Regions from separate parts of the Mus musculus genome. Here region 2 is linked to region 1. The links are chromatin contacts, called in public Hi-C maps. All regions are on one chromosome and are shown on one strand. Each heading gives the region's core, a stretch centred on a gene start, on an enhancer-like site or on the middle of the called end of the contact. The rest is flanking DNA. Distances are from core to core; before and after follow the strand shown.

The links. A called contact is a pair of places that touch in the nucleus more often than the background predicts.
Region 2: a Hi-C map of CD8 T cells shows a contact between it and region 1, with 1.7 times the contacts expected there. The contact joins the enhancer-like site here to the promoter of Prkcz in region 1. A contact is called at or near these places in 13 of 484 Hi-C or Micro-C datasets (CD8 T cells, cortical glia, embryonic stem cells and 5 more), 2 of 115 datasets of contacts at active chromatin or transcription factors (embryonic stem cells and memory CD8 T cells) and 2 of 9 other capture datasets (adipose tissue and pancreatic islet).

What each region holds. Positions count from the first base shown.
Region 1 is chr4:155,359,650-155,364,081 of GRCm38.p6, reverse strand. It overlaps Prkcz (protein kinase C, zeta), which reads left to right and starts at 2,654. Exons shown (of 18, transcript NM_008860.3): 1 at 2,654-2,930. The coding sequence starts at 2,860.
Region 2 is chr4:155,306,579-155,311,129 of GRCm38.p6, reverse strand. The region is part of intron 4 of Prkcz (protein kinase C, zeta); the gene reads left to right. Among named protein-coding and RNA genes, the nearest start is that of Prkcz, 53 kb to the left of the region's middle. Within about 2 kb of position 2,834, at least 100 of the 459 cell types and tissues checked have an H3K27ac peak or open chromatin away from gene starts, as enhancers often do. A contact at or near this core is called in CD8 T cells, memory CD8 T cells, neurons and 1 more, where this site is marked.

The DNA of each region.
Region 1 (4,432 bases), core at 1,405-3,904:
GGTCCCTGGTCCTATGAGCCTATCTGCCATGGTGAAAAACTAGCTTTCACCCAAGGGCAAGGAAAACAACCAAAGGCTTTTAATATATACATTAAAAAAAAAAGATTTATTTACACTATAGCTGTCTTCAGACACACCAGAAGGGGGCATCAGATATCATTATGGGTGGTTGTGAGCCACCATGTGGTTGCTGGGATTTGAACTCAGGACCTTTGGAAGAGCAGTCAGTGCTCTTAACCGCTGAGCCATCTCTCCAGCCCAATATATACATTTTTAATTTATGTTGTGTGGCCTGCGTGTATGTATGTGTACCATACCTGTGTTGGTGACCACAGAGACTGAAGAGTTCCTTGGATCTCCTGGAACTGGAATTTGAGTTAGGTGTGGGTGCTAGGAATAGAGACCCCTTCTGGAAGGGCAACCCCTACTCTTTACTGTTGGGCCATCTCTCCCGTTTCTACCAAAGGCTTTTTTTTTTTAAAGATTTATTTATTATTATATCTAAGTACACTGTAGCTGTCTTCAGACACACCAGAAGGGGGCATCAGATCTCACTACAGATGGTTGTGAGCCACCATGTGGTTGCTGGGATTTGAACTCAGGAGCTTCGGAAGAGCAGTCGGTGCTCTTACCCACTGAGCCATCTCTCCAGCCCCAACCAAAGGCTTTTAAAACACTAGACTACAACCCCAGCAAGGGCTGACTTGTTTGTTTTTGTTTTTTTGTTTTTTAAGAACTTGGACATTGTGTCATAATCCCAGCACAGAGAGGGAGGCTAGGCCAACAAACGGGTCTTAGTGAACTCAAAGGGAGGATGCACTGTAGATTGTGAGGATATGCAGAAACTGTGAGAATGCGTGGGGGTATGTGAGGTCTTGGGGGCACTCAGTGGAGGGTAGGGAGCCCTTGTCTTTAAAACAAAACAAAACAAAACAAACAAACGAAAACAATAAAAAGTAAAATGTAAAGGCTGTGACCAGAGAAAGGTAGACATAGCCTTGGAGAACAACACCCTGGCTGAATCTGTTGCTGTTAAGGGTTAAGCTGGACATGGTAGAGCACGCCTTTAATCTCGGCATGTTGGGGGGGGCGGGGGCGGGGGCGGGGGAAGACAAGCAGTCTGAGCTTGAGACTAGCCTTGACTACAGAGTTAGTTCCAGGACAGCATGGGATACACAGGTACATAGCTACACAGAGACAGACAACCAGACAAGCAGAAAAGTAAGTAAAAGTCCAAGCAGCACAGCCTAACTCAGGCTGTCATTTTAACCGCTTGGAAGACTGTGTGGCAGGAGGATTAAGGGTTCACCAGCTACCTTGCAGAGGACCTGCCACGCACCCACATGGCATCTCACAACTTGCTCCAGTTCCAGGGTGAGCCCAGAGCTCTTCTAACCTCTCCAGGGCACTGCACCCATGAGGTGTGCAAATACACAGGACTACACATGCTGGCAAAACAACAGTCATACACCTAAAATAAAAACTTTCGTCCATTTCCCAACGCTAAAATAAACAAAAATATGTCTGTGAACTCAGTGTGACACACATCTGGAATCTCAGCACTTAGGAGCCTGGGCGGGTGAGGACAAGGAGTGCTAATAGCCATGACAGAAGCTACAGAGGTGCAGAGAACCAGGTTTGAGTTCAAAGGGTTTTGAAAAATTATCTGAGGCATTACTGGGGATTACCGGGCTGGCTACAGCCTCCGTTTCTCTAATATTGAGATTGTAGGCATGCCACCATTTTTTTAAAAATTATTTTTAAGATTAAAGTGTTTAAAAGCCACTTAAAGCCTGCGGGGGTGGCATATGCCTTTAATCCCAGCACTTGGGAGCGAGAAGAAGGTGGATCTCTGAGGTCAAGGCCAGCCTGGTCTACAGAGAGAGCTCTAGGGCAGCCTGAGCTACGGAGAAAGCCTGTCTCAAAAAACAAAACAAACAAAAAGGCATCTGAAGATGACCAGGTGGCTGCCAATAGGTGTCTTCTAGAGAGAACGCGGGATGTAAGATCAGGGCCGCTGCGTCTTTTCAGCCCTCCAGCGTCACCTCAGTGCCTGGCACCAAGAAGAACCAGGCACGCGTGTGGAATGTAAAGCGAAGGGCTAAGAAGACCTTACGATTCTCCAGATCTGTTCGGCGGAGAAGCTAACTGGTGCAGAGGCGGCGAATAAAGACAGGCCCTCCTGGCTGGGGATGCGGGATGCCCCTGAAGTTGGGAGGGCTGGGACCGGAGGGCCAGACCAGCTCGCACTTTGAGGAGTTGCTCAGCTCCTCGCAACCTCGGGGACGCTGCGGACAGCTGGAGTTCGTACTCCGAAGGTCTGAAAACATCGGACAACCCGCACCTCCAAAAAGTTTGCCCGGCTTTCAGCACAACAGACCCAGCAGACTCAGAAGCACGGGGCGGAGTGGCCTGACTGTCCCTGGACTATTCGGGTCGCCGCCCGTTGCCGGGCAAAGCCACTACGTGCGCGCTCCCATTGGCCCAGGGCCGCGCCCGACAGGTAGTTCATCCTGCACTCTGGTTATTGGGCCGCGGCCGCGCGGCCCCCCGAGGATTGGCCCAGGTGGCGGCCCCGGGGAGCCCTCATTGGCCACAGGTGCCTCCCGCCTCGTGGATTGGCCGTCTCGATGGCCAGGTTCCGCCCCCATCCAGTGTGCCCCCAGCTCCGCGCACCGCCCAAGTTCCGCGGAGTTGGCGAGGCGGGTGCCGTCTGTCCCGTGCTGCGCGCTCCCTTCCGCGCGCTCCCTTCCGCGTTCCGCCGTCTGCCCCGCCTGGCAACCCGGCCCTTCTCCGGGGCCGCTAGCCATGGCCGGAGCGCCCTGGAAGCAGCGCTGACGGCGGCTGGCTGAGTGCGCCATGCCCAGCAGGACGGACCCCAAGATGGACCGGAGCGGCGGCCGCGTCCGTCTGAAGGCGCACTACGGCGGGTGAGCGCGCAGCGCCGGACAGCGGGCAAAGCGGGTTGCGCGGCGGTGGAACTTCGGGGCTGTCGGGGTGCTGCGCGCGAAGGAGGCAGGGAGGCGACGACGAGGCGCCCCGGGAGCTGCGGTGGCGCCCTTCAATGTGGCCCGAGGGAAACCTCGAGGGCGGGGCGCACTCCGCCTAGCTAGTTCTCTCTGGGCGCACACAGCAGGCAGGTGTTGTTGCGCTCCTAGCCTTGGTCTCAGTCAGGGACTTTAAGGACAAACTTGCATGGTCTATAAAAGTTTTCATCAGATTGTGAAAACCTCTGGTGCATTAAAAAAAAAAAAAGTAAAAAAAAAAAAAAAAAAAAACAACAACAAACCCAACACACCCAAGATTATTCAAATTGGCCGCTGTTTAAGTGTAAGGAAAACCTTTGATCCATGGCACGCACAAGAATGCTTGAAGTTGTGGGAACACCAGAGCACATTTTCGCAGCTTTGGTTCGGGGGGGGGGGGGGGGGACGGGGGACAGAACTTTTTGAAGCTCTCCAGAATAGTCTTGCCCTGTTTTTTAGGACAGGGATGATGGTCTTTTCCGTCACATTCCTGGAGGTGGTTTTGGGGGCTGGCCTCGGCCCTTAGCCCTGGATTCCGCCTTGTTTTCCGGGAGGGAGAGGGTGGAGTGGGGAGGGGACCGATAGGGGCATGACAGTGGTTAGTATGGTTGTCCAGGAGCATTGAGTGATGAGAGCGGAGTGATGGTGTTGGTTTTCTGGTGGCTGGTTCGCCCAGGCTGGGTCGGAGAATCCCATAATCTTGCCCCTGATTGTGTAGACAGAAGAGGGTAGAGGCCTAAGGCTTTGACAGCTTCTTGCTTAGGTGCTGTGTGTCCTGGAACCAGCCTGGGTACTCCCAGGTCAAGGGTCAAGGGTCGAGGGTCGCTGCTCTTGGGAAGGAGAAAGGGAGTGGAGTGGAATGCTGGTCCTGTGGCTGAACTGGGCTCTCAGCATTCCTAGGAGTTTTACAGAGTGGCCGGTCCCAGCCACAGAGACAAGTGACTGGTCCTTTGGAAGTGGTTCCTTGCCTGGGTAGAAGATTCTCTTTTCAGCCTCAGGCCAACTTCTGGTGGTCCTGGATTTGGAGGCGGGTTTCTGGTACAGCCAGAGAAAGAAAGATTTCGGGGGTTGGGGGTGGTGGAGGCAGCCAGCCTCACCCAAAGTTGAGGTCTGCAGCCCTGACTCTGGCCTGGAGTGCCCTGCCAAAAGGGAACGCTTAGCTGTGTCCTCTGGCTTGCCAGATTCTGTAGTGAGCCTGCTAAAGCTGACAGACTCTCTTCTGCCTGGAACCCCCTAAGCTAAAGCCGAGGCCCTCAGGGGAGGGACCCACCCTTCCCTTAGGGCGGGTTTAGCGCACACCTTAGGGTCATGGCTCACCTTGGACAGTTCCCCCAGTCCTGGACTTGTCAGTCTTGCCTACCCCTCCCTCCCTTTTGCCCCTGGGGAGCACTTTGGTTACTGGCAGT
Region 2 (4,551 bases), core at 1,585-4,084, 53 kb after region 1:
AGATGTAGTCGGTCAAGTTGGTTCGCGTCTTTACGTCTTGTCTTAGTGGTCGAGAGTGATGTGTCGAACATCTCCAAGTTCAACTGAGGTTTTCTGCTTCTCTCTATGCTTTTTGTTGTTTCTTTCCTTGGGTATTAAATGGTCTAATGATGTAGGGCACTGCATACCTATCCCCTACATCCCCTGCATCTCCTGCATCCCCTGCATCTCCTGCATCCCCTGCATCCCCTGCATCCCCTGCATCCCCTGCATTCCCTGCTTCCTGCCCCAGTGCCTGAGAGCAAACCCAGGGCTTCGTGTACGCTAGGCAAGTGCTGTGTTGTGTGTCACTGAGCTACATACATCACCAGCCCCTTTTTAATCTTTAAATCTTGAGGCAATGTCTCATTCTGTATCTCCCACTGGCCTGGAACTCTCATTCCTCCTCCTAAGAACTGGGGTTCCAGGGTTCCGCGCATGCTCTACACACTTGGGCTCCGGGCTCCACGTCTTTTGATGAATGCTCTCATCCTCCTGAAGTGTCAGTCTTCAAGACGAGAAGTGTCGCACGTGTCCCTCCACTGAGACAGACTTGTCCCATAAAGCCATCAGAAACTGAAATTACTGGAAGTTGAAATTCACTTGGCACCGCTGACAGAGGCGCTTCTTCGTTTGTTGAGCCCATGAGCTCAGGTAGACTGGAAACTGTTGCTCTCTGCCACGTCGAGCGTTGTAACAGTCGTCCCCACCCATTAGCCAGGGAAACATACTAAGTTCAAACCAGATTTCCTGCTGGATTTGTGTTGATCTCACTCTGTAAAGTCAAAAAGTCCTAAGTGGGCCCATTGTGAGCTAGAAAGTGTTATATATCTTTAAAACCCTCTTACCTGAAGCCTCAGTTGCCCTGTAAAAGAACAGCTATTGGGCTGGTGAGATGGCTCAGTGGGTAAGAGCACCCGACTGCTCTTCCGAAGGTCAGGAGTTCAAATCCCAGCAACCACATGGTGGCTCACAACCATCCGTAACGAGATCTGACTCCCTCTTCTGGAATGTCTGAGGACAGCTACAGTGTACTTACAATAAATAAATAAATAAATCGTTTAAAAAAAAAAAAAGAACAGCTATTGAGGTTGCTGTGTGTGTGGTGGTGAAGGGAAACTTACTGTCTGTATAGTCTATTTTGGGGGATTTTTTTTCTAGCTCCCCTCCACCTACTGTCTATATAGTTTATTTTGGGGATTTTTCTCTAACTCCCACCACCCGGACATCCAAATCTGCAGGTGCTCAGGTCCCATGTATGAGACACCACAGTATTTTCACATAATCTTTCCATAACCTCCCATGGACTGCACCTATGCGCCCCCACAGCCCCTCCAGCGTGCTCCGTCTCACCTCGCCTAGCTGTGACAATTTTCCCTCTGCCTGAAATACCCTTGTTAGTGATTTTTTTTTTTTCCAAAACCGCAGATTTGCTGACAAGTAGTTATCCGGGCTTTGTTTGTGCAGTGTGCGTTTCCAGTTCAGTTTAGGCTCCCGTTATGCAGCCTTTTCTCACCCAGCTTTGAATCCCTACCTGAGTTTGCTGAGTCAGGTGTGCCAAACATATTTCAACCTACAGTATCTTCAGAGAGAGAGGTCATGAGGCTTTGGAGGTGATGTGGGTAATGTAAGGAGGTTGGCGTCCCTACCAAGAGAGACCTTGAGAGGCTGTGCTCATCTAACACCCCACTATGAAGGACATAGGTGCAGTCATCCCCAAGCCAGGGACAGGCCTCACCTGAACTCAACCCAGCTCCAGGTAGCCTCTGGAGCTATCTGAGGAAGAGTGTCTGTTGTGGAAGAAAGCGGCCTTTGGTGCCCACATGGTAGAGACAGATCTCTACATCCATCTCTTGTCTTAGTTACCTGAGCTGCTGTTCCTGTCTCCAGTCAGATATCCAAGCACTGAGCCCCAGCCCATGTTTTCCATATAGGCCCTAAAGAATCAGGAAGGCCCAGCCTGCCCCCACGGTCACTTTCCTCCAGTGTGGCTTTGGTTTCTCCAGCTTTCCTCACTCACCCTTGGCTGGAGGCTTAGACTGGTAGAAGCCACACGTTTCCCTTCCGTGGTTCTCCACAGCAAGTTACATTCATAGCATGCCTCCAATCGAGCTCTCGATAGTAGCCTCTGTGCCCTGTGTTCTGTCCATTGCTGGCTTCGTCGAGTCCTGCAGATTCTAGCTCCTGAGCTCTAGCCTTGGCCCTCAGATCTAAGGACTTAATCCAGTCCACTGACCGTGGGGGAGGTGGGCAGTGATCCACTTGCTGTGTGCGCGTTTCCTCCATCGACAGGAGCCGTACTTAGCACGAGTCCATGGCAACTGAATTACTTGGAAGTTGATGTCTTCCCATTAAATCAATAAAAAGAAAACTACTGGTCAACCTTCCAGCTGGCCCTCTCAATTTGTATCATAGTGTACTTGAGTCTTTGCATCAACTAGTGCAATGGTTGGCATGTGCTGGACTTTTTCCAGGTCTCCCAGGGCCATTCTTCTTAATGTTTACTGGTCAGGAAAGGATTCTTGGTCTCCTAGGGTTCCTGGGGCTCCTGGGACCCATAGGCAGCCCCTCTTCCACAGCCCTGTCTGTTTCTGGTAGATAAAGGGATAGCATCAAGTTTATGCATCCCCAGAACCTGTGTGGCCACTGTTACATAGCAAGCTGTCAGGTCCCTTAGTCCTCCTCTGCCTGCCTGCCTTCTGATCCTGTTCTCTGTGAGAGGCTCAGGCACGGGCAGAGAGAGAGACTGTGTGAGGTTTGTCCGGGCACCTTCAGAAACCCTGTTAAGGCGTTTCATCCAGCAGAGGGCCCCCGAGATCCAGCCAGAGCATCGCTGTCCACGTGGACAGTTTTCCCTCCGGAAAGAGCTGCCCCTGCCTCACACCAGTGTGAGTCTTTCTCTTTCCTTCCCTGGGAACCACGGAGCAGCTGTTGTGGGATTTATTTCACCGCTCCCCCAGATGGCAGCACAGCTTCCCGTAGGCTTCACTGTAGTACTTCACAGAGCCTGTCTGCCGTGTCTGGCTGCTGGGGAGGATCTGGTATCTTCCTGCCCACCTGAGACCCAGGAACCTCAGTGCCTGGTTTCCATCAGAGGTCACGGGTCCTGTATGTGCTCACCAGGCACCTGAGAAACAAGCTCCAAGCCCCTTGTCCTTTTCCCTGTGACACAAAGTACCTCACAGATTTTCGTGTGTGACACGGCCGTTGAACCCAGGAGTGAGGGTACTGATGACGTTTCGGTGTTGTGATGGATAGATGCAGATGGCACTGATGGGTGGTGGTTGTAGCTGGCCATGAGCAGTAGCCACAAGGTGACCCAGACTTACCCTGCCTCCTTTTGGTCCCACTCAGTGTGTGAGCATCCAAGGTGACCCACCACAGCCTAACCAGCAGTCAGAGTGTGTCTGTCTGTCTGCCTGTCTCTCTCTCCTTGTCTCTCTGTCTCTCTCTGTCTCTCCCTGTCTCTCTGTCTCTGTCTCTCTCTTGTCACTGATATCACTAGAATACATTTCTGTTGCTTAGTATAGGTATTAAATGAACAATCTCAAGGCTGGAGTAGGTGGGACTACCAGGACCTGTGCCCATGGAATAGACAGTAAGCACACACTCCCAGGAAGGGGCCTCTTTCCTGTGTTCTGCCCAAAAAGGAAGTTGAGGCTAGAAGTCTGACTCCCAATAGGAACTGACCAGCCCGGGTTCAGTTTGTTTCTTAGCCTTTTGAATGTTTTCCATAGCACATATCAGTTGTACATAGTAATGGACTTCACTACAACGCTTTCAAACACGTGCATAGTGTATTCTGTGCATGCCGTTCCCCCTGTTTCTGTTTCCCTCTCTTCCTCTGTTTTGGTTTGTTTTAGATGAAGTCTTGCTATGCAGGCCAGGCTGACCTTGGACTGGTGGCAGTCCTCCTGTCTCAGCTAATGAAGTGTCGGGGTCGTGGGTGTGAGCCACCACGCCTGGCTTCACATCTTATCTTCCTCCTCACACCGGTATCTGGGTCCCTTTACTACGGTTGGCCGGCGTGACCTGGGTGAATCCCCACTGAGGCTCATGCATCGCACCAGGGACACTGTCTCATGGCCAGTTTTCCCCCTACCCCACCCCCACCCCCGTCTTCCTCTGAGCAGCAGCAGTGTGTGAGCTTCTCACACATCTCTGATGCACCAAGGATGCCCCCTGCAGACAAGGGGACTGGGGCTTCTCCTCTGTTTGGCTGTCTCTTTGCTGCATGTTTTTCTACATCCTCTGGTGTGTTGTGGTTGCAGAGGGACACACCCAGGGCACAGAACGGGGCAGCTGAAAGGGTGGAAAACCCACGTGGGAACCTTGCCTGCTCCCCTTGCTCACAAACAGCCCGTCTCCCACGCGGCCATAGCTTCCCACGGTTGCAGTTCCCGTACCTCTCTACCCAGGCCTGTTTCTATGATTTCCCTGTTATTCTTCATTTACCTTCGAAAGCATGACATGTGTAAGCCTTACTTTCATCTGGAAGATGGATCAGTGTTGAGAAGCAGGAAGTTTGAGATG